2 separate regions of the Macaca mulatta genome follow, and region 2 is linked to region 1. The links are chromatin contacts, called in public Hi-C maps. All regions are on one chromosome and are shown on one strand. Each heading gives the region's core, a stretch centred on a gene start, on an enhancer-like site or on the middle of the called end of the contact. The rest is flanking DNA. Distances are from core to core; before and after follow the strand shown.

Region 1 (4,223 bases), core at 362-2,861:
ATGTAATCACTTCAAATTGGGCAAATCATTCAAACCACACCCAATGCCAGTAACTATAAACCTAGCCAACAACTCAACTGGCAGCCACATCTTAACCCTGCATTGTTCTCTGCTTCTCACGAAGTTCTGTTTACTCCTACACAGTATTTGTGTGGAAATGTCCCTCAAAAGAAACTTACAGTTTAAAATTTTTTTCAGTTACGTTTTACTATAGTTTATGGGGACATTACTTGTAATACCTAAGAACTTAGAAATTCAGGAAGTCCCAGATAAATCTTTTGTGGATATTCGGAAGCTATAGAAACTGTAATTTTGTTAGGATTACAATCAAGCCTCAACAAATATGTATTGGCAATAAGCCTAAACCTTTACATTGTTGCAGCTATTTCAAGTAATGATTTGACTTCTGTTATTTATAAGTTTTCGTTCGGATCAATTTTGCTATCCCCATTCCATTTTAGTTATCAGAACAATTCTATTTCTTTTTCCTTTATTTCCTGTGTTGCTACACAAAAGGCTTTTAAGATTGGACTTATTTGAAATGAAACAGAAAGAAGACATAAGAGAAGCATATGCAATTAAAGACAATGCCCCTGGGCAGGGCCTGATGATAAACATGGACCTCGCAACAGGGAAAATAACTTGACACCCACGTAAGAAGATATTCCTTAGGTATTCGTTCAATATTTATTCAAGGGTGAAGCCAAGTGTTCTATGGAGGAAGGGTGGAGCAAGAATCCGAGTGTTGTCCAACTTCTCCTAGTTAATGCACCACAGTCAAAAAATCCACCTCTGGTCCCAACTTACACTGCTCAGCAAAAGTGGTGCGGAGTCAATTAGACTCGCCCTCCTTAAATGCCAATTAGTAAACAAATACGCCTTCACCCAAATGTGCCATCCCTTAGGAGGAGGGAGGTGGCTCTCACCTTCCACCACAAATATCAGAGTGTTCCTTCTAACTGCATACAGCATTCTCTATAATTACATACAGCACACAGGTGGGAACTGTTAACGATTGTTATCTTCCTTTCATTACGATTTCAGTGCTGTTTTGACGTCCCAATGATGTCTTTACTGGTTGTTGCATGGCCCAGCCGCCGCGTGGGGTCTGCGCCCGGAGTCTGCCTTTAAGTCTCTGAGCATCCGCAAGGCAGGAGGCGCAGAAGACACCGAAGTCGCGGGGCCAGGGCCAAGAACTGTCCTGTCTCGCTGGGCGATGCGGTCCAGCCCCGGACCCACGCCCTGGCCCCTCTCCGGGTCCGCCGCAACCCAGGCCTGTCAGAATTCGGTTCCCACCCACTCCCAGCTAGTGGAGGTCAGCGCGGTCTCGGACTGCCGACCTGCCAAACGCGGAGTCAGGCGCGGAGACTGCAGCCGCAGGGGGAGGCCGGCTGCCCGGACGGCCGGGAGCAGCTCCACGCAAATTCCTGACGCCTCAGCCCGGCCGCAGAGGCCGTGGGCAACCAGGGTGTTCCGCTGCTCGACAGGCGCGGACCAGCGCAGATGCTAGACCGCCGCCGCCCCCCTCAGACTTCCCACTCCCAGCAGCCCCAGTCCTCACCTCTCGGGGCAGCCATGGTTCCCCGATAGCCCAGCGCGGAACTGACGCCCGCCCCTTCCGCGCCCCAGCGCAGGACACCAGGGACCGCCCCTTGTGGTCATAGAGACGAAGCCGCTCGGCCTAGAGCGCCTCGCCGGCCTCCCGGTCGGCCACGCGCTAAAACTGGTTTCAGGAATCTGAACTACACCCCAAAATGGGGAGAACGCGGATCGAAGGGAGGCCTTCCCGGCCGCGTCCTAAGTGACAGGTGTGTGAAATTCGGTTGGGGAGGTGGTTCTGTAAACTGCGGCTCCCCGCCGGCTGAGTGAAGGGAGCGCTGCCTTCTGGGAATCGTAGTCCTCACAAAGGTGTGAGTAGGCGGCAGATAAGGATTTGGGTTTAGCCTTAGGGATTCACTCCTGTCAAAGCTGTTAGAGAAGCTCCCAGAACTCGTAAAGTAACAAAAACTACTTGCGGCAACATTTGTAACTTCCACCTAGCTCATTATCTTCCACTGTTACCTTGTGTTCTAGATAAGTTATAATTTATGCTACATATTGTTCAAACGTCTTGTGCCTGTTCCATATCGTCAGCATTGTCATTGGTTATATTTACCCAGCTAGACATTCTAACGAATGATCTTCGGACAACAAAAGGGCCTTTTAAAAAAAATTAGATGTATCGGCCGGGCGCGGTGGCTCACGCCTGTAATCCCAGCACTTTGGGAAGTCGAGGCGGATGAATCACCTAAGGTCAGGAGTTCGAGACCAGCCAGGCCAATATGGCGAAACCCCGTCTTTACTAAAAATACAAAAAATTAGCCGGGCGTGGTGGCTCGCACCTGTAATCCCAGCTACTCAGGAGGCCGAAGCGGGAGAATCACTTGAACTCGGGAGATTACAGTGAGCAGAGATCGCGCCCCTGCACTCCAGCCTGGGCGACACAGCGAGACTTCGTCTCAAAAAAAAAAAAAAAAGTAGATGTATCAACAGGCATTTTAACCACTATAATCTCCACTTTCACTAGGGGATGTTAATTATCATAATTGATATTAGAAATAATTCATTGGTGAAATAAATGATGTTCCAGATATGTGTATTGGTTTAAAATACTATGAAAATACCTCAGCACTTACAGGAATAGCGATGCAAGATTCTGAGCTGCCCAGCAGCCCACACCTTCTGCAGCATGTTCTTTCTCCAAAATTGTCCTTTTAGAGGGTTGAGTGGTGAATGTTATATACCATTGTCTTGTTAAATATACATATAGATATATCTGGTCTGTTAACCTTCTTGGAACATTTTGCATGCCTTATTGGCATCATATTAATATTGGGAGGGGCTCCCAGGAGACCAGAGTTGACTTTGTAGAGGCAGACATTTGATGAATCTCATTTTGGAATAGTGTTGGACTCTTCCTCTACCTGGTAATGAGTGTGCTCACTGGTACTAATCTTCCCTTACCGTAATTGGTATAGTTTCTACTTGTAGAATTGTTCAGTTCTCTCCTGTGTATGTACTTATGCATACATTTAAACAGAAAAGTCATATATGTACTCGAAATTAATTTTAAAAATTAAAAATATTCTATCATACAGTCCTTCCTTTGTTTTACAGCTACTGCTTTGTATGGTTTCTCTCTTCCCAGTTTGGACCATCATTATAGTGTCAACTTACCTCAATTAAGTGTAATTTCTAAATGCTCAATTGTTCCAAAAGGCCCTTGTAAGCCTGCCTGTGTTTTTAAGCCTGCACCAACTGTTTTTACTATTTTTTTTCTTTTTGTCTTCTTGTAGAGATTGTGGGTGGGGGCATCTCACTTTGTTGCCCAGGCTGGTTCTCAAACTCCCCACCTAAAACAACCCTCCCACCTCAGCCCCCCAAAGTTCTGGGATTACAGGTGTGAACCACCACACCTGGCCTGCACTAGCTTTTTGAAGCATGTTTTAATTTCTGGCAACAAGAAGAGGTTTTGTTGTTTCCTGTCCTAGGTGGTAGAATCAACTAGGAACTATCATTCCTTCTGGTGAGGAAGAGCATTTTACAGACAGACACACACACACACAGAGAGAGAGGGAGATCCCAATTAAGGTGGTGGATCAAACGCTGCTGAGCCATTTTTGTGGCATTTCTGGTTCACATAACATCATGCTGTTGAATCCTACTTTTCTTATACATTTTCATTGCCTCAAAAGACTATTATACTTCATTGGCATCAACCTTAACTAGATTTTGATGCCTCTTTGTCCTAACCCAGTTAGCCCAAGACCAACAGGGACAAACCTGTCAAACTATCGTCTAACAAAGTTGAGCTTACTGATGCCTTCTGATATAATGTGGACATTTGTCCCTGCCCAGATCTATGTTGAATTGTAATCCCCAATGTTGGAGGTGGGGCCTGGTGGGAGTTCTGATCATGGGGGCAGATCCTCATGAATGGCATTGGCCATCCCCTTGGTGATAAATGAGCTCTCGCTCTGAGTTCACAGGAGATCTGGTGTTTTAAAAGTCTCTCTCTTTCTTTCTCTGTCTCCTGCTCCGGCCATGTGATGTGCCTGCTCCCACTTCGCCTTCTGCCATGAGTAAAAGCTACCTGAGTCCTGCCCAGAAGCATATGCCAGCACTGTGTTTCCCGTACAGCCTGCAGAATCATGAGCCAATTAAACCTATTTTCTTACACATTA
Region 2 (3,835 bases), core at 96-2,595, 140 kb after region 1:
ATCTATTGCATAGATAGGTACTAAATGTGTGTATTAAATAAGACGAATACATTTTAAAGGATGCAGATGTTCAATGAATGGTAGCTACTGTCGTACTCACCACTTTGTCTAACTCCCCCTTCTACATCCCCTTCTGAGAAACCCAGACCCAGGGAGATGTCTTTACCAGGAGGGTGCGATCACCTAGGTCTCCCAATCTCCAGCCCACCAATATTTCACCACCTCACCCCATCTTACTTTTAAATTGATAAAAGGCCTTTGCATATCTATTACAATATTTAAGAAACAAAATTATAATCACTTGTTTTAAAAACTGATTATATATATGTTGTTTTTAAGGTAAAATATACTTTTTAAAAAAGTATCTTTCCCACCGGGTGGGGTGGCTCACGCTTGTAATCCCAGCACTTTGGGAGGCTGAGGCGGGTGGATTGCTTGAGGTCAGGAGTTGGAAACCAGCGTGGCCAACATGATGAAACCTTGTCTCTACTAAAAATACAAAAAGTAGCCGGGTGTGGTGGCGCACATCTGTAATTCCAGGTCCTCGGGAGGCTGAGGCACGAGAATCGCTTGAACCCAGGAGGTGAAGGTTGCGGTGAGCTCAGATCGCACCACTGCACTCCAGCCTGGGCGACAGAGTGAAACTCTGTCTTAAACAAAACAAAACAAGACAAAACAAAACAAAGCACCTTTCCATCTCTTGGATGTACTACGGTCCCTGAAAAAAGGAGAAAGGCTTTGCTGGCGACAGCCTGAGGACTGACAATCTGAGTCTTATCTGGCTTCCCCCAATGTCATGGACTACAGTTCGCTGCCGAAGGCTTACTCAAAGACGCATTGGAAGCCTCCAGAAGAAACTTCATTCAGTTAAGTTCTACACATTGTGTGGCAGGGCTGAACAAGTACGCGTGTCCGCACAATGACAAAAGAAAAGGGGCATCTCCTGAAAACACCACCATGCTCCCCTAACTATGAGTCTGGTGAGCCAGGACACTAAGAAACTGGAGGAAACCAGAGAGTTCTAGGGGTGGGGGAGTCCATGGATGAAGTACCGAACAGACTGGCGCCCGCAAGGTGAGTCCGGGAAATGGGCTCTGTGGGGCCAGAAAGCTCCACCGACTTGGGGTGCGGGTACAGGGCGTCCACCGAGAGGCAAAGATTTGGGCTGCCCGAGAGGACGCTCCCTCCCTGGGGGGCCCGCAGGGCAGCCAGGAAGGGCAGAGACGGGAGCGTGATGGTGCGGCCGCCCGGTCCCCTCCAGGCCGGCGCCCAACCACTCAGCACCGTAGCCGCCGCCGCCGCTTACCTTTTGCGGGGTCACGTCCTCTCAGCGCCCGAGACGCCCCGCCCCACCTCACCGCCCCACCTGCGAGAGAGAGCGGTAGAGCGCGCCCGGCCTGGCGCCACAGCGTCTCCTATCTTCCGGAGGTTGCAGCGCGGGGCTGCAGGAATCCATCCAGCGCTCGTCGTTCCGGTTCTGAGGACCTCGCGCCCGTCCTTGAGGTCTGCGGGCTAGAGTTTGCAAGGGACGTTTTTGCTTTCTTCCCTTTTTGACCTTTAGTTTTCCACCTCCCAACTTCAAATTACCTTCCAGTTCCGTGTGTATGTTTGTATAAATAAAAGGAGACATCTCCTAGAAGTATGTTTATTTCATGAAAGTGGAAAAGCATTCTGATTTGGGAAAGAAAGCTAGATCTGATCTCCTCCTACCCCTACTTTAGGGGCACAGTCATTTAAGTGTAGAGTTAATACTCTGCCATTACGTTAGGGCCTTGAGAGTCCAAGATGCAGATGTATGCAGGTGCAGTTGAGACAAGAATAGATATAGGGATGCTGGTTTGCACATACTTTGCTGATGTTTAAGTTTGTTGGGATACACGTGAAAACTGATATGGTTTGGCTCTGTGTCACCACCCAAATCTCATGTGGAATGATAGCACCCTTGTGTTGAAGGAGGGCCCTGGTGAGAGGTCACTGAATCATGCGGCAGACTTTCCCCTTGACATTCCCATGCTGAAGTTCTCAGAAGATCTGTTCGTTTAAAAGTGTGTAGCACTTCCCCTTTCGCACTCTCTCTCTCTCTGTCTCTCTCCTGCGCCATGGTAGGACGTGCTTGCTTCCTCTTCTGCCATGATTGTAAATTTCCTGAGGCCTCTGGAGCCATACCTCCTGTACAGCCTGTGGAACTGCGAGCTAATGAAACCTCTTTTCTCTATAAGTTACCCAGCCTCAGGTAGTTCTTTCTAGCAGTGTGAGAAGAGACTAATACAAAAACCAAAAATAAAATTCTAAGCACCACCACCACCCACCTACCCCCAAAAGGAATGGACCTCTGTCTTGGCCAAGGTAATCTCAAAAAACCCTGAAAAATGAGTTCAGACCCTGATGGGAAGGGGTGGGTGGTTGGACATGCCTCATTATACCCTCCTCCCATTGGAGTTTAGACACAACTGACCAGAATTAACATTAAAACGGAGATCTTAAGACTGATAAAATATACTGTAGCAATAAGAAAATTCCAACCTGACTCTGGAATAACATCACATGACACATAGTGGGACCTGAAAGAAATAAAAATATGTTACCCCAAAATATATTTATTCGACATATTTTGAAATGGCCTTGAAAAGCTGTCTCTTCCGGGGAAAATTTACATTCTATACAGAATCACTTTCCCTTACTAGATTTTTTTTTTTTTTTTTTTGAGATGGAGTGTGAGAGTGTCACTCTGTCGCCCAGGCTGGAATGCAGTGGCATGATCTTGGCTCACTGCAACCTCCACCTCCTGGGCTCAAGCAATTCTCCTGCCTCATCCTCCCAAGTAGCTGGGACTGCAGGTGTATGCCACCGTGCCTGGCTAATTTTTGTATTTTTAGTAGAGACAGAGTTTCACCATATTGATCAGGCTGGTCTCGAACTCCTGACCTCAGGCAATCCACCTGCCTCAGCCTCCGAAAGTGCTGGGATTACAGGCATGAGCCACTGCGCCTGGCCCCTTACTAGGTCTTTTCCAGAGAGTCTGACATCTTTTAAGGTCTGATAACAGATGTTCACATCTATTCTCTGAAGCCAGCTACCTGGAGGCTTTATCTACATAATGAGAACCTTGGTTGCCACAACACCCCCGCTTACCTTAGCTCAAGCTGGCTTCACATCTTCAGGCAGAGCTTAACTCTTTCAACTAACCGAAAACATGAAAAATTTTTCAATTCACTTTTGACCTGGAAGCCCTCTCCCATGCCCGCACGCTGCTTAGAGATGGGCCAAACCAATGTATACCTTACATGTATTGATATATGTCTTTGCCTGTAACTTCCATTTCTCTAAAATGTATACAATCAAGCTGTAGCCCGATCACCTTGGGCACATGTTCTCAGGACTGTCTGAGGCTGTGTCACAGGCCATGGTCCTTAACATTGGAGAAATAAACCTCTAAAATGATTGAGACCTATCTCATAGACTTTCTGGTTTACACAAGTTATATTAAAATGAACAGAATAGTTGGAATGGAAGGTACCCATATTTTGGCATGGCTTTATGTAAAGTTTTGGTAAATATGTTTCGAATTTAAAACTTGTTCTCCCAAGCCAAATTAACTTCACATTTGATTTGAGGTTTAATTTTTTAAAAATTTTAATATTTATGTGTATATATTTATGGGGCACATGAGATATTTCGATACAAGCATACAATGCATAATAATCACATCAGGGTAAATGGGGTAGCCACATCGAGCATTTATCATTTATGTTACATTCCAATTATACTCTTAGTTATTTTTAAATGTACAATCAACTATTGCTGACTGTAGTCACCCTGTTGTGCTATCCAATAC

What was found. A called contact is a pair of places that touch in the nucleus more often than the background predicts.
Region 2: a contact with region 1 is called in a Hi-C map of liver, with 5 times the contacts expected there. The contact joins the promoter of SMIM8 here to the promoter of SLC35A1 in region 1. A contact is called at or near these places in 4 of 14 Hi-C or Micro-C datasets (CD4 T cells, cortical neurons, fetal cortex germinal zone and 1 more).

The regions. Positions count from the first base shown.
Region 1 is chr4:98,447,579-98,451,801 of T2T-MMU8v2.0, forward strand. SLC35A1 (solute carrier family 35 member A1) reads right to left here and starts at 1,612. Exons shown (of 8, transcript NM_001266759.1): 1 at 1,562-1,612. The coding sequence starts at 1,577.
Region 2 is chr4:98,587,431-98,591,265 of T2T-MMU8v2.0, forward strand. SMIM8 (small integral membrane protein 8) reads right to left here and starts at 1,346. Exons shown (of 3, transcript XM_002803820.4): 1 at 1,307-1,346.